Linked DNA regions of Mus musculus: all the other regions are linked to region 4. The links are chromatin contacts, called in public promoter capture Hi-C maps. All regions are on one chromosome and are shown on one strand. Each heading gives the region's core, a stretch centred on a gene start, on an enhancer-like site or on the middle of the called end of the contact. The rest is flanking DNA. Distances are from core to core; before and after follow the strand shown.

Evidence for each region. Promoter capture Hi-C pulls out the DNA fragments that hold promoters and counts their contacts. Capture Hi-C pulls out chosen DNA fragments and counts their contacts.
Region 1: a contact with region 4 is called in a promoter capture Hi-C map of adipose tissue, with 4 times the contacts expected there. The contact joins the promoter of Phc3 here to the promoter of Eif5a2 in region 4. A contact is called at or near these places in 3 of 39 promoter capture datasets (hippocampal neurons, liver and pre-B cells) and 1 of 9 other capture datasets (adipose tissue).
Region 2: a promoter capture Hi-C map of liver shows a contact between it and region 4, with 3 times the contacts expected there. The contact joins the promoter of Prkci here to the promoter of Eif5a2 in region 4. A contact is called at or near these places in 5 of 39 promoter capture datasets (erythroid cells, hippocampal neurons, liver and 1 more).
Region 3: a promoter capture Hi-C map of pre-B cells shows a contact between it and region 4. The contact joins the promoter of Sec62 here to the promoter of Eif5a2 in region 4. A contact is called at or near these places in 3 of 39 promoter capture datasets (cranial neural crest, erythroid cells and pre-B cells), 1 of 115 datasets of contacts at active chromatin or transcription factors (pro-B cells) and 1 of 9 other capture datasets (adipose tissue).

The regions. Positions count from the first base shown.
Region 1 is chr3:30,967,007-30,970,887 of GRCm38.p6, forward strand. Phc3 (polyhomeotic 3) reads right to left here and starts at 2,409. Exons shown (of 15, transcript NM_001165954.1): 1 at 2,368-2,409. The coding sequence starts at 2,381.
Region 2 is chr3:30,994,239-30,997,615 of GRCm38.p6, forward strand. Prkci (protein kinase C, iota) reads left to right here and starts at 1,533. Exons shown (of 18, transcript NM_008857.3): 1 at 1,533-1,847. The coding sequence starts at 1,747.
Region 3 is chr3:30,791,297-30,795,046 of GRCm38.p6, forward strand. Sec62 (SEC62 homolog (S. cerevisiae)) reads left to right here and starts at 1,580. Exons shown (of 8, transcript NM_027016.2): 1 at 1,580-2,087. The coding sequence starts at 2,052.
Region 4 is chr3:28,779,206-28,782,697 of GRCm38.p6, forward strand. It overlaps Eif5a2 (eukaryotic translation initiation factor 5A2), which reads left to right and starts at 2,072. Exons shown (of 5, transcript NM_177586.6): 1 at 2,072-2,208; 2 at 2,811-3,011. The coding sequence starts at 2,847. 1700112D23Rik (RIKEN cDNA 1700112D23 gene) reads right to left here and starts at 1,917. Exons shown (of 3, transcript NR_166152.1): 1 at 1,766-1,917.

The DNA.
Region 1 (3,881 bases), core at 1,159-3,658, 2.2 Mb after region 4:
GTATATGGGGGAAGAGCGGATGTGTGTATGTACCTGTGTGCCCTGCACATAAGCAATTATGGACAGTTCTGACCTACCATGTGCGTGCAGGGAATTGAATCCAGGTCCTCTGCAGGAACAAAGGCACCTAACTACTGAGCCATCTCTCCGCCCCTCAGAGTCATTCTGAGAAGATTCCTAAGGAGTAGCTTCCTTCCTGGTTTAACTGTAGCTGCCGTGCAGTTATTTAAAGTGTCTTAGTACACCTGGCACGGTGGCACATATACATGCAATCCCAGCACTTGAAGAAGGTCACCCTTGGCTACATCATACTAAGTGATAGGCCAGCCTGGGCTACACAACACCCTTGTTTCAAAAAAAATAGATAAAATTAAAAATAAGATCCTAAGGACATGTTAGTGGGACTGAAGAGATGGCTCAAATGGTTAAGAGCACTGTTATTCCAAAGGACCTGGGTTTGATGCCCAGCACCCACACAACCCTCCAAAACCCAGTTCCAGGGGATCAGATGCCCTCTTCTGGCTTCCAAGGGACTGGGCACATACATGGCAATAATGTACACACATATACGCAGCTACCTATACGTAAGAAATTTTAAGTTCATTTTTTTCAATTCTCAGTAGCTTTTCTTAGACGACACCATTGTCCTTACTAACTCTAGTGTCAGAAGTTTAGCTTGATACCGGATTAGCCCACTTAAGTAATAAATAAGAAATAAAGAAATAAAGTAGCAAATATAAGCAACTTCTTACATCTTTACAAAAATCCCCCCCCCACAGAAAATTGCTCTAAAATTTGGGGGTGTGGAATATAATTTATTCAGCTTCCAATGCACAACCAGTAAAGTACACGTTTGTACCAAACTTTCTAATCTTTTCCCTCCAGTATTATGATCTTATGTCATTTATGTTGTAGTACAAATTTTTACCCACTGAGAAATCTATACTTTAATAAAGCCAAGCCTCTAAGGGCTTCCATGCTGTTACAAACTAAAACCACAGTAGCTGTCACCCCAGGCTCAGAAGGCCCCATGAGAATCCACTGGATTCCTCCTTCCTTGTCTGTCTTTTTCTCCTGAGAAATAAAAGTTGAACCGGCTGGCATTCCCACCGTCGACAAGCCTGTAACAAGAACATTTACTTCTCTTTCTTAAAAATCAAAACAAAATAGGGTGTCACTACGTAGCTCAGGCTGGCCTCAATGAGACTCAGGAGTCTCCAGCCACCATAGGCTGTATTAACAGCTCCAATATACAAGGGAGAAAGTAAGGTGAAAGGAAAAACAGATGGGGCTGCTAACTTCTTTTAGTGGGAGCTGAATCACATTTTTAGACGTTCTGCTGTTCATTTCCTTCCAATCAGCAAACCACAGTATCATATGGCACCTGCTCAATACTACACTCAATCAGCAGTAAGGTAAAATCTTGAAACTACTGCGTGTCAAAACACTTTGGCACCGGGACCAATGGCATCCAAGCCACCACCGTAAACCCTGGCCTTTCAAAGTCTTATTCTGCTCAGCTGTGCTCTCAAAGCCCAAAGGCGGGCGAAGAAGACAGTGAGTTCTGACGAACCAAAAATGGTCAGGGAACCTAGACAGTAATTCTAAACATTGGATGTGTGCAACTGGGCAAACCATCGCTTTACATTTCGAGGCCTGGTACAAAAGAACACTTTCGGGGAGCGCACGGGCTTGGCACGGAAATACTTGCCGCGTTCAGCTCTGGCACTCCAGAGGCCTACCCGGGAACCTGAAGTTTCAAGTCGCCAACTGAGCATAGCATCACAGCGCTACCCAAGAATGCGGCCCTCCAGGGAGGGAGGCTCGCCGCCGCAGCCCGAGCCCGGAGGGGGACTGCAAGGAAAGGCCGGGGAGGTGGGGAGCCTCGGCCGTGGGCCGCAGCCGCTGTCCGGACGCCTCCCTGCGCCTCCCCGCGCCCCCGCCGCACGGACGGACGGACGGACGGACAGACAGACGGCTACGGGCCCGCAGGAGCCAGCGCGGAGGCCCGGCGGCGCCTGCCCAGCCGGACACACCTCGGCGGGGACCGCGGCTGGAATGACAGCCCCGGCCGAGCGCCGCAGGGCTCGCGTCCCGGGAGAGCCCGGAGACTAGGGTCCCCCGGGTAGCTGTGCGCTTAGGACCACACAGCCCCGGGACCGCACGGCGCAGCACGCACTCCCGAGGGGAGGCTGGCTGGACCTGCCATCCTCCTCCCACAGTCGGGCTTCTCCACCACGCCGTGGCTCCCGCCTCGCCTCCGCCCTGCACCGCCAGCCTCGGAGCCCCAAGAGCTGCCTCGGGGGAACGTGTCGCAGCCCTCACTCGCCCCCCGGTTACGACATCAGTCACCAGCAAGTCACTCACTCCGCTTCCGCCATCTTCTCTCCTCCATCACTAACACGAAGTGCGCATGCGCCTCCTTTTCCCCCTGCAAGAGCCAAGAGCCGAGGGGCGGGATCTGGGGGGCGGGGGGCGCAGAGGTCACGTGAGGCCAGCGACTGCCAGGCTCCCTCCCACCTCAACTCTCTCTGTGAGGTGGCCTGTGTTTCCCTAAGTGGTCCTTCCCAGACACCCTCTATTTCTATGGCTCAGAATCTTTGTCTTAGCCCGGGGTCTGCGACGAATATAGAAAAAGTTCTGCTTAGCGCTGGAAATGTAGAAGTTGCTAGAATACTTTCAGAAACGTGCATCAAGTCTTAGGTTCAATACCCAGCCCCACATAAACCAGACATGGCTAGGCCCTTAGAAAGTGTTGTTTTGAATAAAAATTCAAAGTCATCCTAGACTATATAATGTAAAACAGAAACCCCATGATCCTGGTTCTATAAGAAAGCAGACTGAACAAGCAGCAGCCCTCCACAGCCTCTGCATCAGCCTCTGCATCAGCTCCTGTTTCCAGGTTCCTGCCCTACTTGAGTTCCTGTTCTGATTTCCTTTGGTGATGAACGGTGCTATAGAAGTGTAAGCCAAATAAACCCTTTCCCTCATGTCCTGCTTTGGGGATGGTGTCCCCATACCTTGCAAGGGTAAGCTTCTGTTTCCTGAACCTAAGATATCCTGAAAACCATGCTTTTTAACCTCTGCTGAATTTGTAACCCCATGATGTATACTCCTTTGCCTTGCTAAACTCCTGAACATCTCTGATGACTCCCCTTCCATATAGTGTCTTACCCTTGTATACCTCACAGCCGGCCTTGAGCCCTGAGTCCCCCCATTCTTCTGTCCTGGTGCTAACAGCCAACGCTCTCAACAGCTGTAATCTATCAACCCTAATCCTTGCCCCACAACAGAGACCTCAAAAGCCAGTGAGGGGCTGCTTTCTGAAACCTGAACTTGGATGAGGCAGCCTTTAGCCAGTCTAAGTATAGCTTGCTTAATCAGACAGTTGTGGAAATGTTTTTCCCCACCTCGGGTCTAACAGAAATTTTAAGGCTAGCCTGGGATATGTAAGACTGTGTTTAAAAAAAAGAAAGAAAGAAAGAAAGAAAGAAGAAAAATTAACTACAACTATAAAACATTAAAAATATGTATCCAAAATAGTCTGAAAAGTGGATTTTGTAGACATACATACACAGTGTGACTTTGCTTCATAGATCCAAGAAATAAGCAAATCTCTGTTGCTCTTGACTGAGAAAGAAGCATAGTGATCGTAAACAGTGTCTCCTATTTCCTGAGATGAAGTGCACTAATCTCAGTGTCTCAGGGTTCCATTGCTGTGATGAAACACCATCCCCAAAGCAGGTCATGGGAGAACGAGTTTATTTGGCTTACACTTCTATATCACCGTTCATCACCAAAGGAAGTCAGAACAGAAACTGAAGCAGGGCAGGAGCTGATGCAGAGGTCATGGAGGGCTGCTGCTTACTGGCTTGTTCAGT
Region 2 (3,377 bases), core at 283-2,782, 2.2 Mb after region 4:
AAGCATTAAAAAGTTTCAATAATGCAATTAAAAATTGGTGATCTCTGCCTGGAGAGATGGTTCAGTAGTTAAAGGCACTGGCTGTTCCTCCTGGGAACCTGGGTTTGATTCCCAGCACAACTATCTGAAACTCCAGTTCCAGTGTATCTGGCACCCCTTTCTGACCTCTGCAGGAACCAGGCGGTGTGTGGTGCTCATACATAAAATAATAATTAAAAAAAATGACCATCAGCAATCAATCCATATTTAACGTGATGATGCAGCCTCTAATTGTTAAAAAAAAAAAAGTTATTTAGTGGAAATTTTCATATACTCCAAATTTGTGGACGTTGGATGAAGCTAGTACCAAGCTAAGTGTCACACATAGTAGCTCTGATAAAGCAAGCAACCAAATCTAATGTATGATTATAAAGAAAGCTGCTGGGTAGTGGTGACACATGCCCTTAATAGGACCCAGGAGGCACTAGCAGGCGAATCTCTGAGTTTGAGTCTAGCCTGACAGAATGAGTTCAAGGACAGCTACAGAGAGAAAACCTCTTACCAACCAAAAACAAACAAACAATAACAAAAAGAAAGCCATATCTTTGCTTATTTCAACAATTTGCACATGTTGCTATCTGAGCTGACCTGGTGGCTAGATTCAAGCTACCTTAAGGGTAGAGTAAGTGATACAGGCAAGATCTGAGGAAGTCCGAAAGTAAGTTACACGGACAGATTTTTTTTTCTAATTCTCGACCAGACTAGTGTAAGTAAAATAAATGCTAATGAACTGACACACTAGTTAAGTATTCACTGGGCACTTTCTTCTATAGAATGGCAATATTCACGGGTTGAGGGCCTTGAAGAAGTCTCTCTCCTGTGGTATCTCCCAATTGAGTTTCTTCTTTCGTTGCATTCACTAATGCTTTTGCTACCTACATTATTAAATTCTCCCCGAAAAGGATTTGCTGAGCAGGTAATCAAATCTTGTTCCCCCAAAAGGGAACTGTTTAATTTCAATGATCAATGAAATTGACATGGAGAATTTAATTGGAAGGAGATTCTACATCTTGACGAAGCCATCTTTCCAGTGCCCTCAGATACTCAAGCGGTTTTCAGGACTTCCATGCCTACAACTCCCGGGAAGCACAAGATCGAAAACGCGGCACTCTACACTTAAGGAACAAGTCCCAGAATCCCACCGGGACTCCAAATCCCAGAATCCCGCGCAGCAAATACATTCCGGAAGCGTGGCGGGCTAGCTGGGACGAGACTAAATAGAAGAAATAGGGGAAGCAACCTTGAGCGTGGGTGCTCTGTAGGTTGTTTTGTAGAAATCCTTCCATTTAAAGGCGTGGTTTACAATTACTTATATTAATATCCAAGTATATTCCCATTTCAGAGCGTCTGTTAGTAGGCTGGTGGGTTCTGTTCCCTCTGCTAGCCTCTTCTCCCCCCCGTGAGGATGAGAGCGCCGGGGCTCCGCGACTCCTGAGCCCGCCCTGCCGCGGAATGCGGCCTTGGGAGCGAGCGTGGTGGGAGGAGCCGCGGCGGGAGGCGTGTTGTGCCGGGCGGAGGGAGGAGCGCTGGGGCTCGGGCTTGGCGGCGAAGCGACCCCTTGCTCGCTCCGCGCCGCGGGCTAGGCGTGTTGGTCGGCGAGGCGGGCGGCCACGGCTTCCCGACAGGCTCGGGAGGCCGAGACCCTCGCGGCGCCCGGCGCTGCCCCGGCCCCCTCGGCCTCCTGCGGCGAGGCGGGGGAGTGAGGAGATGCCGACCCAGAGGGACAGCAGCACCATGTCCCACACGGTCGCGTGCGGCGGCGGCGGGGACCATTCCCACCAGGTCCGGGTGAAAGCCTACTACCGCGGGTGAGTGTTGGCGGTCAGGGACCCGAGCGATCGTGGGGGCGGCGAGAGGTGCGGTTGGTGGCACCCTGGACGTATGAGTGTAGGTCGCCAGGAGTCGGCGGAGGAGAGTGGGCGCAACCGGAGGGGAGGACAAATCAGCTGACGGAGAAATTTGCAACTGTTTCGGGACTGGGTGGATTGAAGATTTCGAGGGAAGCCTCTGTTCACTCACTACTGTGGGCACGCAAGCCTGGACTGCTTCGTTAGGTGGCTCCTTTCATTGCAGACAGGCCTGAAGCCTCCGTCTTATAAATCAGGTTTACATCTATCCTTCGCCGTGGGAGAGTTCATGAAATAAGTCTGGACTATGGTCAGAGAGCCGCTATAGGTGTTAGAGTTAGTACCAAAGTCGATACTTTTTAATAGGATGTGCACTGGATCCTGGGTGGTCAGAATTAAGGTGCAAATGTGCTGACCCACATTTTGGAAGTTAGGGTGAGCTATCGAAAGGTGAGAAGCCAAGGCTTTAAATTCTAGAAACGATCTTTACCCCACTTGATTACCAAACGTTTAAACTAATGTCTCTGCCAAAAGTAATCCAGTTCTGAGCATAGCCCAAATCATTTTCTATCGTGACTTATCATAAAGTTCTTCCTCTCCTTTGACTTCAGTGTGTGGTTTGAGATAATTTAGGATCTCTGCTGAGGTGAAAGGCCAGCGTGAGCATAAAGACTGGAGAGCAGGGATTAACAGAAGACCTCTCTGCTTGTCTAGGCAGAAATAAATTGCTTTTAAAAGCTTCAAGTGCTACAAGGTTAAAAGAGCTGTGCGTGCTTTCACATTCCTGAGGGGATCAGTGAAGATAGCAGACCTTCCCGGTTCTTTCTTGTTTTCCTTTCAAGAGAACTGAAGCTGCACATGTCTTAATGTGTACATGTAAGGCCTTAGATTTGTGTGTTATCTTCCAGCCTCTGACATTGACTGATTTGGGACTAATTCGTAGAATTTGCAGTAGACAATGTTCTTTTCACTTAAAACAGAGAAAATGAGGTTAAAATAGTCTCCGCAAACGCACTAATTTTTTTTTTTTTTGAAATTTTTAAAAAGTTGGTAGTTGTCATAATAATTGCTTTAGGCATTTTGGTTCATGGTCAGCCATGAACAAACTTTGCAAGATTGGAAGAGCCACAGCCCATCCTTCCGAGGACAAACACACAACTTTCTGATAATTTGAGAGACATTTGTTTTAGAGCAGTGGTTCTCAATGCTGCAACTGTTTAATACTCTTCCTCATGTTGTGGTGACCCCAATTTATTTTGCTACTACCTGTAACTGTAATTTTTCTACTGTTATGAATGTAACATGAATATCTGTGTTTTCGGATGCTCTTAGACCCCTCCCAAAGGGATCTAGATCTACGGATTGAGAAACGTTGCTTTTGAGTAGGTTCCACTTATAAAGTTAGCAGCCTGTGGCGTATTAGGTGTAGAGGAGGAAATGCCGTGGATTCTAAAGAAGCTGTCTAGTTGACAGGTTTACAGACGAGAGTTC
Region 3 (3,750 bases), core at 330-2,829, 2.0 Mb after region 4:
TATGTCATGACTAAAAAAATTGTCCTCAGTTTAGTTTTCTAAAAGGTTCTGTTCAGATCTGACTAAAAAGTCCTCCTCAGCCTAGTTCTGTTTCTTTCTCTGTCGGCAGCACTTATACATCTTTTAGAACACATGATCACATGGTAAAAAGTTCGTCACAAGTTTACTCATAAATTCAAATCATAAATTGAAATAGAAGTTTACAGCAGAGAATGTTTACATGTATATCCATTAGGAGTAATTACCTGGCTAAACATTCATCCCCTGTCACAACTCTACAGGGTCACAGAGAGTTAAAAAACATAACCAAGTTACTAGTGAAGTTTTGTATAGATAAACCCAGTCAACATTGTATCTTCTGTCCTAGCACCTATAATATAATCGTAGTTCCCTTTTTATGACTTTTGGTTAATGGTTTTACAACCTTTTGGAATGTGCTCTGAGTAGTAGAGGCAATTAACTGGTGACAGAGACTGGCAGAGTTCTCATTGCAGTTTTGACAGCTTAATACATACTGGTACAATTTTAGGAATCCTTACAGGATCATCATTAAGAATTAAGTCATCCATTTGTCTATATAGCATCCCTACAAGACAGTACATCTCTGTAGATCTGCAACTGCAGAGATCTGCTCAAAGAGGTAGGCTAATACCTAGTGATTGTTATATATGTTTAATAATAACAGGAGAAGCATATTAATAGTAGGAATCTTTCCTAAAATTATTTTCTCCTGGGCTTTGCCTATGGGAGCAAATCTGTCACGGATTATGTTAATCTGAGGCACACAATCTCAGGGAGATCATCTGCTAGCTATTAGCTTGTCCTGACAATCATCTGGGTAGGAAAGGCTAGAGAAAACAAGATATTGTATGTTCCAAGTTTTGTGTTAATACGTAAGAATTATTAGTTCTCCCCTGCTTCCTGACAGCAGAGCCAAATTACAGATCTCTTGAGAGTAGAATTGCATAGTTAAAAACAAAAACCACCAACCTTCAGCTATCTTAGTATATAAATGATCAGGCATCAAAGTACTGAGCTTTGCTTCAACTACATATTATTATGTCAGATATATGAAATAGAAAACTTTAAGGATTTTGAAATTAAGTTTACAATGCAAAACTGAAAAAAAAAACCACAACAACAAACAGGCTACCAGGTTCCATGATGTTTGGGGGGGAACAGAGAAGACTTATAAATTCAACATACACACACATCCCATGTACACGCAAAGTGGATATAAAGGACAAAAGAAATTTAAAATGATTAACTGACTCAAGGGATAGAATTAAACTTTATTGGTTTTATCTTTTCTGCATTTTTTCAACTTTCTTACAGCCACAATGTCATCAGAACTTGTACCTAAGCACTTAACTACCCATGTCTTTGGTCTAGAAAGTTCTGGAATAATAGTCATATAGCAGGTCGTCAGAATAGTCATATAGAAGTGGCCTGCAGTCTACTGCATCCCAACTAGTCTTGCTCCTTTCCACCTTAACTTCCCTGGGCTCATCCAGCCTTCTGGAGTCTAAGGATGGGTTGTGAGGTGTCACGTGAGGAGCGGACATTCCAAGGCTTTGGGGACGAGCTGTGTTTAATGGAGTCAGACTCTGAAGTTGTTTTCCACCTTTTAAGGGGAACTTGGCGGGACTGAAGTGGGGTGCCACGGGGCTCGCTGGGGCAGGAAGCGCCACAGGTGACGCTGTGCGCCCCGGTGGTCCCGGCGGCGTCAGCGACTCTGAGGGGCGGGGCCCGGGGATCTGTGTTTACACGCCAGCCAGGTGACTCGGGCGTTCAGTCAGGGCTGAGAGCCGACGCGACTTGCCAGCCTCCAGCGCTCTGACTCACGTGGCGCCGGCCTCCGGGACCAGAAGCAGAAGCAGCCCGCGTCGTCCGCCACCGCACGGACGGCGGGAAGACCACGGAGGCCGCCCCCAGCCCAGAGCCCGCGGCGGGTTACATAACGGGCCGCGAGCCGCCGCGCTCTCGCGAGATCTCAGCCGCCCCCTCCCCGACTCGCTCCACGTCAGAAGGAACCGGGCGGAGCGGCCAACATGGCGGAACGCAGGCGACACAAGAAGCGGATCCAGGTAGCTCGGCGGGGCCGTGGGACCGGGGACGGGCTCGGGCGCGCTGGGACGAGGAGGGACAGGGGGAGACGTCCCGAGCGGCCGGACGCCCGGAGGCCGTCTCCGCGGGGTCGCGGCGCCGGGATGGTCTCGAGGCGGGACGGTGTTAGCGGCCGCTCGGCCGAGGGCTCTGTGGTGCGTCCGGGGAAGGAAGGAGGGAGGGAGGCGCGGCGCTCGAATCCCGCGTCCGGCCCCGCGTTCCTGCGGCGGAGGGCTCGGGCCTGCGCGGGGAGCGCGGACGCCAGGCGCCGGCCGGCCTCCCTCCCTCCTCCGTGTCTCCCTGGCGTCCCGATATTAAGGCCACGGTAGCTGGGGTGGAAGGAGGGCTGACCTGCGGCACCGCCGCCGGTTCTTTGTGCTTGCAGACGGTCGGTCGGTCAGCTGGCCCCGGGCCGCCCGGCCCCAGGGCTCCTTCCAGATGTTAAGCGGCGTGTGCCCTCCATTCCCCTCCCAATGGCTCTTTTAACCGAATAGCCGGGCTTGAACCTTGCCGGCTTTCTTCCAGGCGACACGATGTAAACAAACCCTGCCCGGTCAGTGCTGCAATGGGCTGGTGGCACCCAGAAACCTTCCACATGCCAGCTTGTCAGCCTCACGCCCTACATACTGTGCCTCCCTCATCCCTTATGAATGTCACCTGAGCATCTCTTCCCCGCAGTTTTCGCCCTGTTGGGTGTCCTTTGTTCGATGCACCTTAAACATGGATGTGAGCGCCTCAAGAGCTCACTCAGAAACCAAAGGCCTAAGTTGATGGTCTCTAGTAAGTTGTTAATATGTCAGTCACAAGTTGTTACACTCATTCTTGTCTTTCTGTTCCCCACGTAGGATGTCTTTTTCTGTTTTCCTTTTATATCCATTTTTTTAAAGACTTATCAAGTTATTGGCCTACAGGCCTTTTGAACTATGTAAGTTACAGTTGAAAACAATTTTAAATACTGTGGGAAAGATACCAGTGTTCAGTGAGTGTGGAAGTTGGCAGGTGTGACAAGATAATTTTGAACAGGTTACAGAAGGGAACTAGAGACAGATTCCAAGTTCACATAGGTTTTTAAAACCAGAGTGTCAAGACAATAGAAATTTCTAATTATGCTATTCCCAGGCTTTTGAAATTTAGTATTATGGCTTAATATGGATACTTACTTTATTAGAATTTGTATTGAAGTTGTTAAATTTGTGCTTCCTGCTCTCCTTATGTTTACCCTTGGCAGGACAAATTTGTACTTTTTTGCTCTTTACTACACATTATTTTACAGTTTTATCTGCTTTTCAATATTGCCATAAAGGTAATGTAATGTACTTTTTAAATCGCTGCTCATATTTCAGTTATGAGTGTATGTTAGACAGAAAAGCAGGTAGAGATGCTTTATGGTGCTCTTTAGTACCATAGCTACAAGTTAGTTATCTTATGCCTGTTTGTTCTCTAGCTCCACCAATTAGGTAACAAGGTTTTTTGCTTGCTTGGTGTTTTGTTTTGTTTTGTTTTGTTTTGTTTTTCTCAACTTCTGCATTTGTAAGAAGGATCATTTACCTTTGAAAAAGAAAAGGTTTTAGGGTTGTAGAGTTGGTATAAAAAGTTTAAGTTAATAACTTACTAAAAGTTATTAAAAATGCCCTCCTTCACCAG
Region 4 (3,492 bases), core at 822-3,321:
ATAAATAGTCAATAAATTATATAAATAAATAAATAAATAAATAAATAAATAAGACGCTCAACCCTCACTATTTCTGGATTCTACGTTTGTGGGTTTGCATAAAGATACAAGAGAAACCATCCAGAACAGCATGCTTTCTGCATCCATCCGCTGTGCACGTGCAGAGAGCTGAGCTGAGGTCAAACATGGTTTCAAACATCAAACTGCACGTACATGTTCTTTCCGGTCTATTTGCTATGTTTTTCAGAGCTCTGCTTTCTGATTTGCATGTTATGCCTTCTGTTGGTGATTACCCTGCTTAAAATGCACTCCCCCCCCACACCCCGACCTCCCAAACCCCATGCTGAAATGTTCTTTGGTGTTCCTATGCACAAGGTTCTGTTGTGCCAAATAGAGAAGACAAGTGGGTACATCAAATACCTTCAGGCTTAGTGCTTTTAGCCACACGCCCAAAGTTAAAAAAATACATGTGAAATAACGTGCCTCTTGTAGAACTAAACATACCAATCACTTGTTCACCATGAAAATGTGGCCTCCGGAACCTACAAGGAACCTAATACTGTAACTCTCCCAGAATCAAGGGCTGAGAATTTGCCACTTCAGTGTTCTAGAGACCTCGGGAAAAGTCACTGTATTTGTCGAATTAAATAGTCATTTGGGTCCACATACAAATCTTACATGAATATGGTGATAGACAAAGAAGTGATTTCAACTTTGATTATGAGTGGCTCTTATACCCTGCCTTATTGTCCTGCCCAGCCTTTCCCCATAATTCAAAATGAGGAGTAAAAGAGTAACTGTTAATAGTTGGGAAGGTCTGGCTGGGTGTAAGGTAGGGGTGAAAAAGAGGGCTGATGACCAAAAGGCACAGAAAATTTTGGAACGTGATAATATTCTACTATATCCTGACAATGGAGGTGATCGTACATCTGATTTCCTTTTTCAAGCCTCTTAAATCTTATTTCATATATATTCTAACATTAACCTTAGTTTAAACAAAAACTTTAGTAGTCAAGATTTAATAATAGAGATGAAACAGTACACTATGTAATTCTTACTTAAGTATTAGCAGGAGCAATAGTAACAACAACAATAGGGAAAAGCAGAGGGAACTCAGAAGCCAGGGGTCCTAATTCGGCTCTTTCTGTAACAAGAGGCAGAGTTTACTTTATGGAAGCCATGTGCTTATTGCTTCTAGACAACACAAATGAAATGTGTTCTGCATATACGTGTAAGTGACTATGAGACTAGATTTGTTTATAGGACAGCAATACCAAATCACTGAACAACATGAACTGGGTTGTGGGGTGGTCAGTTAATTACCTTGATTCTTTCCAAGGTGAGAGATGAAGCTATGATAAAACTGTGAAAGGAAAGCACACTTCTCGAGAATCTTTGTCTTTAATCATTTAACAACAAAAACAAAAACAAAACCTCAAACTCTAGGGCACACCGATGCCAGGAAGATCAAAGGTCACCGTAGAGTCTCGGGTACATGGGATTTCCCGCCCCTGAGAACACTGCTGACTTCACCAGCACCTCGTCATAGTGTCTGGAGTCCTCTGAGGATCTACAATGCAGAATCATGAAATAGCATACCACACCTAGCACTCTTCGAGCTCCAAGCACGGATTCCAGCCCCAAGGAGGGCTGCAAGCTGTACCAGAAGCTTGAATCAAAGTTCCACTCCACCAACACTCGGGACTCTTGCAAAATCAGCAGGACTTGAGAGTTTGAAGACCATTAAGTGACAGCATCCACGCACCTGCGTGCTAGGGCCCAGAGCAAGCTACCTGGTCCTAATAGTCGTCCCCAAGGTCAACTGGGCGCCGAACTGAAGATGAGGATGCATCTCGCCCGGGAACACTGCGAAGCTTCAAACAGTCGACTGCAGGCAGCTCTGCACGCCGGAAGTGCACTAATCCGCAGCACGTGGGGTTGCCAGGGCGAGCTTCACGTGACGGGGCGGGACCTCGGGAAGCTTCGAGCCAATGGGCGACCTGGAGGCGGGGCCTGTGGCGCGCCGGGGCCTATCCCGGAAGTGTGGTCGCGGCGGGGCGGGCCCGGGCTGGGCGGGCCGGGGCGGGGAGCCGGGTGTGGGAAGCGTGGCGGCCCCGCCCCGTCTCCTGGACCAGCCGCGGCCGCCAGCGCCGCCGCAGCCGCAGGGACCGGCGGACGCAGCAAAGGCGTGCGGTGCGGGGCCGGAAGGTGAAGACCTGGGGCCGGGTCGGCGGGGCGGCGGGGGATGCAGCCGGTGATGCTGGGGTCCGGGCGAGGGGAGGAGCCGAGATGCTTGGGAACTGGAGGGCGGCAAGCGCGGGACCGCCGGAGCTAGGGCCCTTTACCGCTGGGCCGAACCGGGATGCCAGGGCGGCGCCGCTGCGGGTCCTAGGCGCACTGAGGGCCAGGTGCAACCGGCCGGGTGCTCCTGTCCCAGTCTTCCCCGAACCTGCGGCCTGGCTGATACCTTGGCAGCGGGGATGGGACGGAGGGAGGCGCCGGGCCCCGCATCCCGGCGCAGGAAGGTCGTGGGCACTTCTTGCGGTGGGGTGGTGGGGACTGGACCTGCCGGCTGGGCGCTGGTGTCGCCTTCACTCTCCGGCGAGCTCTTCTGCGGCTCCTTTCCCCACCTCCCACCAAGGGCTGGAAAAGTTTTCAGAGGCCTGAATGGCAAAGTATACTCCACTCAGAGTGGGTGTTCTATAAATGCAAACATAACGGGCTAGTGATGCTCGGCTACCTGTCTTCAAAATGAGACATAACCCCGCCTGCATGCCGGTTATTAAAACGCAAACAAACTTTTCGCATAGTTCCCTCAGAAAAACCGCACATCTCCCCAGTCCACCATGGCAGACGAAATTGATTTCACTACTGGAGATGCAGGGGCTTCCAGCACTTATCCTATGCAGTGCTCAGCCCTGCGCAAAAACGGCTTCGTCGTGCTCAAAGGGCGACCATGCAAAATCGTGGAGATGTCAACTTCCAAGACTGGGAAGCATGGTCATGCCAAGGTAGGCCCTTCCAAGTCATTTTTTGGCTTCACCGTTAAGATCATTCGTGTTCCATTCTACATCGTGAGGTTTCTATATTGAAAAATAACTTTTTTTCCTTCCCCTCAGTCTCTTGAATGGTCAGACATTACTCTCAGTAAAGCTCTCCATTTAATCGGACCCTTAGAATGTTTCATTAACTGGAAACTAAAACTTTTTTAAATCCGTGTTTAGTAGAAACAAGCCTGTTCTTCTAATTCTAAGAGACTTGGTTTTCACTTTCTGTGGACTCTTGTTAATTGACTTGCTGACGTGTGTGGTGTGTTGAGTTTTGATGCCATGAAACTGTTCGGGTTTTGGGTACTTACTGAATCTCGTTCTGTGTCACTGCAACTTTTTTTAAAGAAAGTAAGATGACCTTGGAAGAGGTGAAAGGCTCCATTACAGTCAGAGCTGGGATTGTGCTGCTGTGTAGGGAGTGACATAGCTGACAGAGATTAAA